5 separate regions of the Mus musculus genome follow, and regions 1, 2, 3 and 5 are each linked to region 4. A link is a contact called in public Hi-C, HiChIP or PLAC-seq and promoter capture Hi-C data. All regions are on one chromosome and are shown on one strand. The core of a region is the stretch at or near the end of the contact, and the rest is flanking DNA. Distances in the headings are between cores, read along the strand shown.

Region 1 (2,700 bases), core at 187-2,686, 1.7 Mb after region 4:
TGAGAGCTAGCTCCGAACAGTGCTTACTGTTCTTTCAGAGGACATAGGGCTTCTATTGCTGGGAAGAGACACCATGACCATGGCAACTTTTATAAAGGAAAAATTGGGGGGCGGGGGGGGCTGGTTCACAGGAGTTTAGTCCATCATTGTCATGTCAGGAAGTATGGTGACACTCAGACAGAGGTAGCTGAGGAGTCCATATCTGAATCAGCAGGCAGCAGGAAAAGGACTGTATTCCAGTAGGCCTAGTTTTTGAGACCTCAAAGCACACCCCACCCCATGGTGTACTTCCTCCAATATGGCCACTGCCTGTGGTTTACTATGGGCTCATTTTGATTCAAACCACAAGCAACAAGGCTCAGTATTCAATTACCAGCATCACATGGCCCTCACAGTCACCATAACTCCAGTGCTCGGGGATCCAGTATCATTTTTGTTTTTTAAGGTTTAAATAGTTTTTTAGAGACAGGGTTTCTCTGTGTAGCCCTGGCTGTCTTGGAACTCTCTCTGTAGACCAAGCTGGCCTCAAACTCAAAGATCCACCTGCCTCTTTCTCCTGAGTGCTAGGATTAAAACCCTACCACCACCCTGCCCAGGTTAAAATGTTATGTTTAATTGTGTGTTGGTGTGTGCATATGAAACGTGAAGAAATCAGAGGTGTCAGATCCCCGGAGTCACAGGCATCTTTTCTAAAAACGTGGACTGAGACGGCTTGTCTAGCATTTCTAATGCTCATAAGTTACATGCGAGTGAAAGAGGTAAACCTAATATTGGTTCACAACCACGGTAAATCCAGCTCCAGGGCATCCTGGCTTGTTTTATAATCCTCATGGCATTCATTCCCTGATCCCTGAATTTCTCATTGGCTAAGTTCTTCGGGAGGTACAATATTCTCCATCCTTCGGGGCCTCGATCATGTAGCCGACTACATGTAACCTAAAATGAAAGAGAGTTGCTGGTAGCTAGGGAAGGGGGGGCCATGGACCATGATTTATTAAAGCTCAGGATGCTGGCAGCCAGGACTGGAAACTAGCAGGTCCGGCCAGATGGAAACGCCCAACTGACACGTCATCAAGCAGGGTCGGGGGAGACCCCAGGTCAAGGTTCCCGCTACAGAGGTAGAAAACACGTGCACTGCGCGCGCAGAGGCGAGGTGAACAAGCGGAATGCAATGACCGGCGAGGGAAGATGAGGAATGGCTTTTCCAGTCCTTTCAACGAATTCTCGCCGGACATAATCGGCTGTTCAGGGCCTACATGGACTACAGAGACTCTGCTTCAAAAAACGAAAAAGGCCAGGTATCAAGACCATCATTTTAAAAAGAGACAGGGACGAAAACGATTTATCTTTGAATAAACTGCGGCTTGAAATAAAACTCTACTTCCGTCCCAAGCGTAGCAGGGCGGACCTCGGAGGGGAAGGACCTCACTCAGGCACTTCCGCCCTTTTCTAAGATGGCGCAGGCGGAAGGAGCCTATCATCGCCCGCTGGCGACGTCGCGGTTGGAGTTGAACCTGGTACGGCTGCTTTGTCGCTGTGAGTCGATGGCGGCAGAAAAACGAGAACCGGACGAGTGGCGACTGGAGAAGGTGAGGGATTCCCACGCCGCCGCAAAGGCCTGCGAACCAACTCCACAGGCCACTGTCTCCGCTCCTTCTGGTCCGCGGCGACACGCCCCTCGTGCGTAACCCCTGACGTCCTAGTTTTCTCCCTACAGCTTCACGCACAGGCCACGCCCTCTCAATTCTAGGTCTTCGCTTATGTCCCCTCCCCTCTCTGACTCCTCTCCGGGTCCCACCCCTCTCCCTGGTTTGCTCCTGCCTTGGGCCACTGGCTTGGCTGACACCATACCTTCCCTCCCAGTATGTGGGTGCCCTGGAAGACATGCTGCAGGCCCTGAAAGTTCAAGCAAGGTGAGTGTGGGGGCACCGAGTCACCACCTCCTACGACGGCACAGCAGCAGACTAACTTTTTCCTGCTGCCTTTCAGTAAACCGGCCTCAGAAGTGATCAGCGAGTACTCCCGCAAAGTGGACTTTCTGAAGGGCATGCTGCAGGCCGAGAAGTTGGTGAGCCTGCCCTCCCATCCCTCAGGCGGGCCTCACTCAGTTCCCCACAGCCCCTAGGACCAGGGCACAGCCCCCCAGTAACTCGTCTTCCCCTTCCTATGTCTCCTCAGACCTCCTCCTCTGAAAAAGCTCTAGCTAACCAGTTCCTGGCTCCTGGCCGCGTGCCCACCACAGCCAAGGAGCGGGTGCCTGCCACCAAGACTGTACATTTGCAGTCTAGGGCACGTTACACCAGTGAGATGCGGAGTGAGCTGTTGGGCATGGTACGATTCCCTCCCTTGTACTTGGGACCAACCTCTGGATAGCAAAAAGAGTAGTCTTCAGAGGGGAAAGACTGGAATAATACCACAAACTCTAGTGGGCCTTAGGCAAGGCTTCCCCAGGAAGGCACTGTGCTCAAGAAGAGGAATTTGGCTGGGTGGTGGTAGTACACGTCTTTAAACCTCAGCACTGAGGAGGCAGAGGCAGGCAGATCTTTGTGAGTTCAAAGCCAGCCTGCTTGCTCTACAGAATAAGTCCAGTAATCAGGGCTACACAGAGAAACTCTGTCTTAAAAAAAATTAGCAAAACAAAGAAGAATGGACCACATCTGGTTAAACCCCAGAGTTGGCCCCACAGCTTTACATGAGTCA
Region 2 (2,700 bases), core at 102-2,601, 1.6 Mb after region 4:
CTTGCTCAGCCTGCTCTCTTATAGAACCCAAGACTACCATCCCAGAGATGGCACCACCCACAAGGGGACCTCCTCCCTTGACCCTAATTGAGAAAATGCCTTACAGCTGGATCTCATGGAGGCATTTCCCTAACTGAAGCTCCTTTCTCTGTGATAACTCCAGCCTGTGTCAAGTTGACACAAAACTGGCCAGTACATCAGTTATCTACTTTCACCATATGAAACCCATGGATCAAAATAAGATCATGAGGCTTGGTGGCAAGAGCCTTTGTTTCACCCACTTGACCTTCACAGAGTGTCCTTTGCTGTATACAGTCACAATAGCCCGTGACCCTCATCCTTCAGACTCTTAAGCAAACACCCATGGGTGTAGTGAGTCAGGGCTAAAGGGGAGTGCGACAAGCAACCCTAGAGCTCCTGAGGCCTAGGAAAAGGTCTGTGCTGGGACTAAAGTCGTGCTACCATGTAGGGTCACGTTTTTCCTTTAAAAAAAGGAAGGCTAGGTGGTGGTGGCACATGCCTTTGAACCCAGCACTTGGCAGGCAGATTTCTGTGAATTCAAGGCCAGACTGGTCTACAGAGCTCCGGATCAGCTACACACATACACACACACACACACACACACACACACACACACACACACACAAAACAAAAAACAAAAAACACCACTGTCTCCAAGGGGAAAAAGAGAGAATGTCCACCAAAGTCCACGCACAACCCCAATTCTGAACTGCATCTGGGACCCCAGCTCCCCAGCACGCACCGAAGCGGCTCAGAGCCTGGGCTTCTGGTCTGGGAGAGATTCGGGCATTGGCTCATAAGATCCCAGTTCTCCAGCTCCGCTGCCTGTGAGCCCAGGATCTGGTCTTTGGCCAACCCACAGGAGCCCCTAAATTCCGCCCTTCTGAGATCCCAACTCACCCTGCGTCCCGTTCTGAGGAATCCGCCATTCTCCCGCCTTCCACTCAAAGGCAAGCGTCTCAGGGTCCCGCCCGCTAGGAGGCAGGGAGTAGTGCTGGAAGCCGGAGGGTGCTCTCTTCACGCGAGCCGCGGGGCGGGCTCCAAGCTTGCTACAGTTCGTTCAGCCTGGCCAAGAGCGCCGAAAAAGGGCGTGGCTCCAAGGTGTCCCTCAGACGTGTGGGCTTCCGGCACCAACCTGAGCGGGCTAAAATACTGCTGGGGAGGGGCGTGACTATCATAGCGCCCGCCCCTCTCAGCTGTGGAACACTTAGCATCTGGAATGCACCAACCGCAGAGGGCGTTCGCTGCGCGCCTTTAGATGGGGCGGGACCTCGAGTCGCCCCGCCTCTCCGACGAGTTGGCGCCCGCCCACTCAGCGCCTCCGGAACCCGGAAGTGAAATCGCACGGTGCAGCGGCGGGCGAGGCTGGTCGCTTCGGGGCGGGGCGGCCGGGAGCAGCGGGCAGGCTGGCCGGGGACCGGTGGCGCGCAGCGGCCCGAGGTCCAGGTAAGTTCTCGCGGCGGCCGTGAGTGGAGACCCGAGCCGGGGTTGTGCACCGGGTTGCTCCTGAAGTCGTGGGACGTGAGGGCAGGATGCGGCCTGGGGGACGCGTGGACGCTGAGGGGGTTGAGACTGGCGGGCTTACCGCGTCTTTCAGCGGCGGCTGAGGAGAGGACGTGGCTAAGGTGGCATCTGGGGGGATCTCAGGAAACGGGGGAGGCCAGGAAGGCGGAGCCGAGGGGCCGTGCTAGGGAAAGGGACTTCTGCACTCGCGGTCTGAGCCCTAGGGTGTCAGAGAGGCGCCGGGCTCTCAGAGAATGGGAAACGGTCTGTGGCAACCCACTGTTGGGGCTGGAACGTCTAAAAGAGTGGGCCTGGAAAGACACGCAAAAACAGTTCCTCAGAGGGCCGGAGGAGTGGAGAGGAGGAGGAAAGGGAGATGACGGGGTGCAGCCTCTGGAGACTCGCCCCCGCCTTCCCCTCTTGATTCATCTTCTTCCTGACTTCACTCCCGGACAGCTGGGTGATCCGCCAGGGCGAGTCCCAGCGCCCTCTGGGTTCTCTCTCTGCTTTGATAGGCACATCACTTTCTGCTCAAGAAAAGAGTAGCTGGACTCTAGAGGAGGTTGCGGGGTGGGGGTGGGGTTCTGACACCCGAACTGCGTTTCAGAAGAAAGGGAGCCGGTAGGGTGGAAGCCACTCTCTCAAGAGAGTCACATCCTTGGACTTAAACGTTTTTTTGTTTTTTGTTTTTTGTTTTTAAATGACTTACAGGAAATGTATACCTCAGCGGTGGCAGAGATCTCAGCCCCGTGGAGTCACAGCTGCCAACAAACCCTCCCTTCTTTTTCTAGGGACCCTAACTCCCAAGGCTTTATAGGGGAGTCCTTTTGTGCCTCTTTGGCTCATTTTCCAGCACTTTAAGACATCCACCTAGCAGCCCCTCAGGTTGTATCTCCTTACCTTGTTGGGTATTGTCTAGTCTTTGAGACTTCAGTATCTTAAGGTGTCAAGGAATGGCTGGAGGTGGCATGAGCAACTATAAAGTTATTGTCACCGGCCTCTCTGCTCCTACAAGGCCTTGGAGCTGCCTGGTTTTGATTGGCATCACTTTCTCCCCCCCCCCCCTTACCAGTATTCCCTGTCTGCTGTGTGCTTGCTGAAAGGAGGCCAGGTTTAGAGCTCCATTTGGTACAGGAATCTGGATATAAAGGAAGCCTTAGAGACATGACTGCCCCA
Region 3 (2,745 bases), core at 176-2,675, 1.2 Mb after region 4:
CCTCACTAGGTCTTCCCTGTGAGAGGCACACCTGCCTCGTTTGAGCCTTCAAATACACCCACCAGCCCTGCCCTCAGGACCTCACACCCAGCCTGAAACTTTCCATCCTCCTGCCTCAGCAGGATGACAGGCATGCAGCATTATGCTGGGCTCATGTTTCTCTTCTAACCCAATAAACTCCTGCTGAAACTTCAGGGCAAGGCTGGCTGGGACTAGAGGCATGGCTGCCACGCTGGGACAGGTGGATACCTCTAAGCTCCAGGCCAGCCTAGGCCATACAGAGCATCCCTCAAGAAACAAACCAGGGTGCTGGTGAGATGGCTCAGTGGTTAAGAGCACTGACTGCTCTTCCAAAGGTCCTGAGTTCAAATCCCAGCAACCACATGGTGGCTCACAACCATCCGTAACAAAAATCTGATGCCCTCTTCTGGAGTGTCTGAAGACAGCTACAGTGTACACACATATAATAAATAAATCTTGAAAGAAAGAAAGAAAGAAAGAAAGAAAGAAAGAAAGAAAGAAAGAAAGAAAGAAAGAAAGAAAGAAAGAAAGAAAGAAAGAAAGAAAGAAAGAAAGAAAGAAAGAAAGAAAGAAAGAAAGGAAGAAAGAAAGAAAGAAAGAAAGAAAGAAAGAAAGAAACCAGTTCAGGTGTAGCACCAGAGAAGGCCGACCAAGAGCTCCTGACGTTCCCAGACCGGAAATTTCTCTTTAAGGCATTTGGTGGTGGCGTTGTGGGTGTGTGGGTGTGGAGTGGGTATCCGGAGTCATTTGTATCCAGAAAGAGCCTCGGTATCTTGCCCAGGCTATCCTGGAACTCAGAATCTTCCTGACTGAATGTCTACTGTATATATGTCATTTAACAAACCATCGTCATCAGCAAGTTGGGGGCATTAAGGAGTCCGCGAGCACGGACAGCAAAGGACCCTCCTCACTAGGGACCTGATCAGATCCGCACCACCACCTCAGTTTCCGGACCTACCTAGGGTCCGAGGCCGGGCATCGTGGGCCCACGCCTGTGATTCCAGCACTTAGCAATGCTGAAGTAGGAGAATTACACTGAGTTCGAGGCAGCCTAGACTACAAAATGAGCCCAGGACTCTAAATAATCCCCTTCGAAAAGTGCCTACGTGGTTCCCCATGACTGCCAGGCCGCGCGGCAGGAGGAAAGTGACAGAAAACTCCTACTCCTCCTCCTCCAGGAAGCCCTCCCGGCTCGACCTGGGCCGGAAACTGGCTGAACTCCCCGCGAGCTTCTGCGCCTGCGCGCTGGGAGCACCCACCACCGGGCACCCCATCTCCAGTTCCGCCTTCCCGCCGGCAGGACCCCCAGGCCGAGCCGCGCCCGCCCAGCGTGCCCCGCAACCCGGCTCCGCCCGCGCCACAGCCGTTCCTACCTCTTCCCCCGGCACCGGCTCGGTCGCGTGTCAATGACGTCGCCGCGCCTGCGTACTCAACTTTCGGTGGCGCTCTACTCATGACGTTCTCGAATGCCGCCATCTTGGTAGAGTCTGTAGGAGTTTTTCTCTGAGCCAAAATACTAAACCAGTGTTGCCAGCTCTCCTTCTTTCCAAGCAAAATGTTTTCAAGAATAACACGTTATCGGCCCATCTCAGATATTGGTGAACAAAAACGGAAGATAAACGCTAAACTCCATAACGGTGACCTCACCAAGATGGCCGCTGCCCGGAGAAAAGATGGGGAGGCCGGCCCCAGCCCTGTGGCGACGGCCGGGATGTGGTTGCTGTGCCACCAGGGGGCGTCAGTGGCCCACCCGGGGTGCGGGCCTGGCTGCTCTGGGCTCTTTGTCAGGCCAATGGCTCCTCCAACTCAGGGCAAAAGTGAGAAGACATCCCTTGCCCTGTCTGAGTCGGGAAACTGAGGGTCAGACGGAGTAGAAGTTGGATTAGACTAAATGCAACCGACATGGCCGTCATGGTGTCATTCATTCCAGCACTATGGGGCCCGAAGCAGAAGGACTGACTGCAGACCTAGGCCGAAAGTGACACTATCTCAAAAATAATTGAACATAACTGAATTGCTAAATAAATCACAAGCCGGCGCGGGGCGGTGGTGGCGCACGCCTTTAATCCCAGCACTCGGGAAGCAGAGGCAGGCGGATTTCTGAGTTCGAGGCCAACCTGGTCTACAGAGAGTGAGTTCCAGGACAGCCAGGGCTACACAGAGAGATCCCAGCTGCTCGGCGTCCGCTGCTGCCCGAGTCAGCCCCCGCCTTGTTGCTGAAGCCGACTGGCACTGCTTAATCTTTTGCTTTTCTTTACTCCCCCCTCCCCTAGTTCTTTTTTGATGCTTCTGTTGCTTCATTGACGATTAACTTCATCTTAGTCTGCAATACTTAGGATTTTGTGCATCTCTGACACAGTTACTGCCACATCCGGTCATCCTTGGAGTTTCTGGAGCCGTGAATGACCCTGAACTGGTCCCCCTGCCTCATTGTCCCAGGCGCTGGAATGGCAGGCATGGCCCTGTAGGAAAGAAAGCAGAAGGTTCAGTTCGAGGAGTCTATTACTGTGAGCGGGAATGCAGAGCAGGAAAGATGGCTTTGCGGGAAGAGGCGCTGCCCCATCCTCACCCTAACAGCAGCCGGAGCTGGCTCCCCGTCCGTGTGGTGGACTTTGAGAAGCACAAAAGGAAAGGCACACAACTCTCGGCGTGGTGTTTCAGTTTGTGGACTGCTAATGTTGGCTTTCTTGGGCCTTTTGCAGGTGATCAGCCTCTGCAGTGACT
Region 4 (2,738 bases), core at 38-2,537:
TATAAACTAAATATATGCAGAGATATACTGTGTGCTTTGACATGAGAATTAATATTAACAATTAAAACTAAAAGAAGGGCTGGAGAGATGGCTCAGTGGTTAAGAGCATTGACTGCTCCTCCAGAGGTCCTATGTTCAATTCCCAGCAACCACATGGTGGCTCACAACCATCTGTAATGGGATCAGATGCTCTCTTCCATTGCGTCTGAAGAGAGCGAAAGTGTACTCACATACATAAAATAAATAAATCTTAAAAAAAAAAGACTAGAATAAAACCCACATTAACCTTGTCCTAATTACAAATGTAAGTGAAATCACTTGGCAAATTGCTGCCATCAAAACCTTTTAAGTTTATTGTTATTCAAAAATATTTGATACTTTGGGGAGATACAAATGTGTCTATCTTATTTCTAGCATAGTATGCTCATGTTCTCAGTTTAAACTAGTAGTTCAACATACTTCCAATAAAAATGCTAAAATAAACAAGAAATAAAGGTTGTGTGGAAATGAAGAAAAGGACCAGAATGGTGAACACAATACAGAAGAATCGACTACAATGCTTCCTGACTAACAGTTCTCGGCGAACCTCGGTACGCAAAACAATGCACTATTTGAGGGAAGAAAAATTAACAAGCCCACAAATGCATAAGCAGAAATAAAAACAAAAATATAATCAAAGGATGTCTGACCGAAGAACAAAATAAATTCAAGGAGACAAGTCATCTTTCCCAGAGCTGGTTTTAAACATCTTTGCAAAGAAACTCACTGGACTTTACAAATGTCGTAAAATTAACCTAAAGAGGTTGCCACACTTACATGTGGAAAGCAAAGTTCAGAACTTCTCGAAGACAGCACAAAGAACCTAGACAGCCTTAGTCTAGCAAGCAGCCTTCAGCGCACCACCAAAAGCAGGACGTCCCCGCCAGCCCGGATCGTGACGTCATCCGCGTACTGGCTTCCGCCCATCCCCCGCCCCCCGCAGGGCGGGACCTCCCGCTCAGCGCTGACGCCAAGAGGATCAGGGCGGAAGTACCTACGGACCGCAGGCGGAGGCCCAGGTCGCAGCCCCGACGTCCCCGCGTTCACTGCCCCAACCCCAGGGAGGACCCACCACCCCGGCTCCCGCAGCCCAGCCGGCCGCTCCTCCCATCAGGGGACAGCGGCCCTCGCTCACCATTGCCAGGCTCCGAGCTCACCCGCGCTCCCCCACACAGCTCCAAGCACTGGCTCCCACAACGGCTTTCCTCAGTTTCGGTGAAGAACCTTTAGCTAACATGGCGGCCGAAAAGAACCCGCCCCCCCGCCTCCTAGAAGCTTCTGATTGGACAACCTGTCTGTAGCTCCTGATTGGTTAGAACTGCTCTAGGTGATCTGAGTGACAGGAGTAGCTCCTCTTGCAGTTCCTTAGGCTGTGAGTCTAGAGCCCATTGTTTAGTGTTGCGGTGGCCAGCAGGTGTCAACATAGGTTCATGGCTCTTGTGTACCTCTAGGTGTGCCCTACTGAATGATTCCAGGACCCTGACCAGTGAAAATAGTTAACGATGTCAGGCCAGTTTTGTGACTCTGACTTACCTAGGGACAAGTCCGCTGAAAGAACCAAACTAGTGTTTGGTGATGACAGTTCAGGGGGCACTGTACCATAGCTTCTTCAGAATATTTTTGTTGAGACTCTTCCTTTATTGTGTACAAGAGCCTCAAACTCGTAGTCCGCCTCAGTCAATGTGCCTAAAGCCATTTTTTTTCTTTTCTTTTTTATTGGATATTTATTTACATTTCATATGTTATCCCCTTTCCCGGTTTCCCTCCCTCCAAGAAACACCTTATTACATTCTTCCTCACCCTGTTTCTATGAGGGTGTTACTCCACCCAACCACACACCCACTCCCACCTCCCAGCCATCAATTCCCCTATACTGGGGCATCTATCGAGCCTTCATAGGACCAAGGACCTCTCCTTCCATTGATGCATGACAAGGCCATCCTCTACTTCAGTCCTTTCTCTAACTCCTCTATTGGGGAATCCCATGCTCAGTCCAATGATTGGCTGCCAACATCCATCTCTGTATTTGTAAGAATCTGGCAGGGCCTCTCAGGAGATAGCCATATCAGGCTCCTTTCAGCATGCACTTCTTGGCATCCACAGTAGTGTCTGGGTTTGGTAACTGTATTTGGGATGAATCCCCAGGTGGGACAGACTCTGAGTGCCCTTTCCTGTAGTCTCTGCTCTACACTTTATCTCCATATTTGCTCCTGTGAATATTTTGTTCTCCTTCTAAGAAGGACCGAAGCAACCATACTTTGTTCTTCCTTCTTACTGAGCTTCATGCAGTCTGTGACTTGTATCCTGGTTATTTGGAGCTTTGGAGCTAGTATTCACTTATCAGTGAGTGTATAAAATGTGTTTTCTTTTGCACCTGGGTTACCTCACTAAGGATGATATTTTCTAGTTCTATCCATTTGCCTAAGAATTTCATGAATTCGTTTTTAATAGCTGAGTACTACTCCATTGTGTAAATGTACCACATTTCCTGAATCCATTCCAGATTTGAAGGATCAAATCTTCAAATCAGGGATCAGGGTTGTTTCCAACTCCTACCTCTTATAAAAAAGACTGCTATGAACATAGTGGAGCATGTGTCCTTCTTACATGTTGGAGTATCTTCTAGTTATATGCCCAGGAGTGGTAGAGCTGGGTCCTCAGGTAATACTATGTCCAATTTTCGAGGAACTGCCAAACTG
Region 5 (2,700 bases), core at 38-2,537, 1.9 Mb after region 4:
CCAACCGACCAAAACAAACAAAAATAACCAGAACAACAACGAAACCCCTAGCTTGCTAGTGAACTGGCCTCCAGGGCGATATTATTTGTTATTTAAGTCAACAGCTGCATAGCCACAATGATCTCTTTGGTCAAAATCCTAGAACAGAAAGTGTTTCAAACTTCTTCTTTCTACTCTATTTTTTTCTTTTTTTGGTTCATTTCCTTTTTGCTAGTATTTAAAGTATTTTTTTTGTTTTGTTGGGGTTTGTTTGTTGTCTGTTTGTTTAAAGCAGGGTATCCTGTAGCCCAGGTAGACCTCGAATTCCTGCAATAGAAATGATTAAGGCATCACTTTCTTGTTCTGACTGACTTGTGTCTGCCTAGACACTCTCAGTCTCCCACGCACTAATAGCCACACCTGTCTTGGCAACAGTCTGGGGACTATCCTTGTCCCTGACCATGTCTAGATGTATTAACGACAATGTTTGTGTTAGCTAAAACCTAAACCTAAAATAACTACAGGAAGTGTAAATCATAAATAATTGTCTTGTGTCTGGAAAATACTGCAATCTCTGCAAAAAAGACGGATGTTACAAGGTTACTCAAGACCCTGATAATGATACAATTGTGGTTCTTAAGTGTTTTGCTTTTAAAAATGCTGTACCCCTAAGCTCTGGCTACTCTACATGTGGCTATTATTAAAGGACTCGTGTAGGTTTTTTTGTTTGTTTGTTTGTTTGTTTGGTGTTTTTGGTGTTTTCGAGACAGGGTTTCTCTGTGTAGCCTTGGCTGTCCTGGAACTCACTCTGTAGACCAGGCTGGCCTTGAACTCAGAAATCTGCCTGCCTCTGCCTCCCAAGTGTTGGGATTAAAGGCGTGCGCCACCATGCCCGGCTACTCGTTTAGTTTTAATTGGCTTAATTAGACTGGTTATCAGTCTAACTATCTCGTATGGTTTTTTCACCATCTTGTATGCGCCTCTTTAAGTCCCTGAAATGACAGGCTATATCTACCAGGCCTCCTCTCCAGACCAGTTAAGTTTCCTTGCAGAAGGCAGGAGTCACAGGGTGATGCCGCACAGCATTCTGGGGAATGTAGTCCCGTCCGGAAAGTGAACGCCCCCTCCGCACACTGGGTAGTGATTTAGGGGCGGGAGTTCTAATCTTTTTTCCGCAAACGTATCTTAAGCGTCCAGAGGGCGGGTCTCCACGGTTACTTTGGACTGGTCAGCAGTGCTTGCGCATGCGTACTAGCTGCTTTGCGGAGCACTTTCAAAGGTGTTCTGGGAGTTGTAGTCCGAGGTTCCGGTCCCTCCGAGGGCTGTAGCTGCCTTCTGAGCTCCCAGGAAGGATGGATCCCGGGACGGACTCGGCGCCGCTTGCTGGCTTGGTTTGGTCGTCGGCCTCGGCGCCGCCGCCGCCGGGTTTCAGCGCGGTAAGTGGGAGCGCGCAAGGGTTGCGGGGACGGGCCAGGAAGGGGACGAAGTCCGATGACCTGTGCGTCCCGCAGATCACCTGCACCGTGGAGGGCGGGACGGCCAGCTTCGGCCGAGGCTTCGCGCAGAAAGCCGGCTACTTCCTGTGCCTGAGCACGCTGGGCATCCCGGAGGTGAGCACGGGTGGCCTGAGCCTGAGTTTGCCCCGCCCCTCGCCCTGCCATCCTCGACCCTTCTCCAACTCTCTCCCACCCTTACTGCTCATACCGTTGACCTTTCCCCTCCCCTCTGACTGCCCCCTTCCACCTGCCCCCTCTCGTGCTCCCAGAACCCTCAGGACAATGTGGTAGTGGACATGCAGATCGTGATGGACAAGGGCCCACTGCCGTCAGGCTTCTCTGCAGTCAACGACCCTCAGGATATCAGTAAGATCCGTGGGCACGGGAGAGCGGCAGGCACAGGGAACGGCTGCTAGTGTATGTTTGGAATAGGACTTAGCTGAGCAGGAAGGCACAACCTGTAAATGCAGAGCTCCGGAAGCTGAGGCAGGAGGATGGTGGCGAGTTCAAGGCCAGCCTAGGCTACAGAGTGAGGCCTTTATCTCAACCCACTACTCCAGAATTAAATAGTTGACACATACCTGTCTTAGCATTCAGGCTGAGGCAGCTTTGTATCCAGCCTGGGCTACAGAATGAGACCTTGCCTCAGCTCTTCCTAAGAATTTGAGCATAGTGGGGCATACCTGTCACTACATGAAACCCCGCCCCTAAACAAACAACAACCACCCCAGATGTCTTTGGCATACCCACCCTCTTCCTCACTGCCACTGGTCCCTGCTGCTTGTCCTCTGCTTCTGTGGCGGAGTGAGTCCTCCTGGCCATTCTCTTTTCCTTTCCAGGCTCTTGCACTGCGAGTCCACCTGGAACTGGCTTCCCCTGTTCTCTGCATAGCTCAGCCTCCCCTCTCCCTTCTCCCCTGCCTGACCCAGCTGCCCGCCTCCCCGATGGTGCTTGGTTCTCTCGGTGTCTTTAGTGACCGCTGGCAGGCTGCCGTGCAGAGGGTCAGGTCAGTGTGCAGACAGAGGAGGCGTCCACAAATTCTCCTATCCTCCTTTTGCAGCTGTCTCTTGACTTAGTGTTTAATTGGTTTGGGGGGACAGGGTCTCAATGTGTAGCCTCAGCTGGCCAGAGCTTCAGTCCCATGGATTCGTGGGACTGAGCCGTTGTGACCAGCCCCTTGTAATCTGCAAAGTGTGGAGACTGCTGTTCTTCATCCCAGTACTTG

The links. Promoter capture Hi-C pulls out the DNA fragments that hold promoters and counts their contacts. A called contact is a pair of places that touch in the nucleus more often than the background predicts. HiChIP or PLAC-seq counts read pairs in DNA pulled down with a chosen protein or histone mark.
Region 1: an H3K27ac HiChIP or PLAC-seq map of thymic regulatory T cells shows a contact between it and region 4, with 14 times the contacts expected there. The contact joins the promoter of Use1 here to the promoter of Zfp868 in region 4. A contact is called at or near these places in 4 of 39 promoter capture datasets (liver, maxillary cranial neural crest and pre-B cells), 1 of 484 Hi-C or Micro-C datasets (B cells), 1 of 115 datasets of contacts at active chromatin or transcription factors (thymic regulatory T cells) and 1 of 9 other capture datasets (liver).
Region 2: an H3K27ac HiChIP or PLAC-seq map of thymic regulatory T cells shows a contact between it and region 4, with 8 times the contacts expected there. The contact joins the promoter of Myo9b here to the promoter of Zfp868 in region 4. A contact is called at or near these places in 4 of 39 promoter capture datasets (liver, neutrophils and pre-B cells), 1 of 115 datasets of contacts at active chromatin or transcription factors (thymic regulatory T cells) and 1 of 9 other capture datasets (liver).
Region 3: a Hi-C map of B cells shows a contact between it and region 4, with 5 read pairs. The contact joins the promoter of Ccdc124 here to the promoter of Zfp868 in region 4. A contact is called at or near these places in 3 of 39 promoter capture datasets (liver, neutrophils and pre-B cells), 1 of 484 Hi-C or Micro-C datasets (B cells) and 1 of 115 datasets of contacts at active chromatin or transcription factors (embryonic forebrain).
Region 5: a contact with region 4 is called in a promoter capture Hi-C map of neutrophils, with 4 times the contacts expected there. The contact joins the promoter of Mvb12a here to the promoter of Zfp868 in region 4.

What each region holds. Positions count from the first base shown.
Region 1 is chr8:71,365,781-71,368,480 of GRCm38.p6, forward strand. It overlaps Use1 (unconventional SNARE in the ER 1 homolog (S. cerevisiae)), which reads left to right and starts at 1,437. Exons shown (of 8, transcript NM_025917.4): 1 at 1,437-1,589; 2 at 1,864-1,913; 3 at 1,990-2,068; 4 at 2,179-2,331. The coding sequence starts at 1,455.
Region 2 is chr8:71,271,363-71,274,062 of GRCm38.p6, forward strand. Myo9b (myosin IXb) reads left to right here and starts at 1,352. Exons shown (of 40, transcript NM_001142322.1): 1 at 1,352-1,467. Haus8 (4HAUS augmin-like complex, subunit 8) reads right to left here and starts at 1,228. Exons shown (of 11, transcript NM_001163042.1): 1 at 922-1,228. The coding sequence starts at 950.
Region 3 is chr8:70,872,065-70,874,809 of GRCm38.p6, forward strand. It overlaps Ccdc124 (coiled-coil domain containing 124), which reads right to left and starts at 1,426. Exons shown (of 5, transcript NM_026964.3): 1 at 1,395-1,426.
Region 4 is chr8:69,624,261-69,626,998 of GRCm38.p6, forward strand. Zfp868 (zinc finger protein 868) reads right to left here and starts at 1,288. Exons shown (of 5, transcript NM_172754.2): 1 at 1,175-1,288.
Region 5 is chr8:71,541,643-71,544,342 of GRCm38.p6, forward strand. Mvb12a (multivesicular body subunit 12A) reads left to right here and starts at 1,288. Exons shown (of 9, transcript NM_028617.2): 1 at 1,288-1,415; 2 at 1,491-1,589; 3 at 1,745-1,841. The coding sequence starts at 1,332.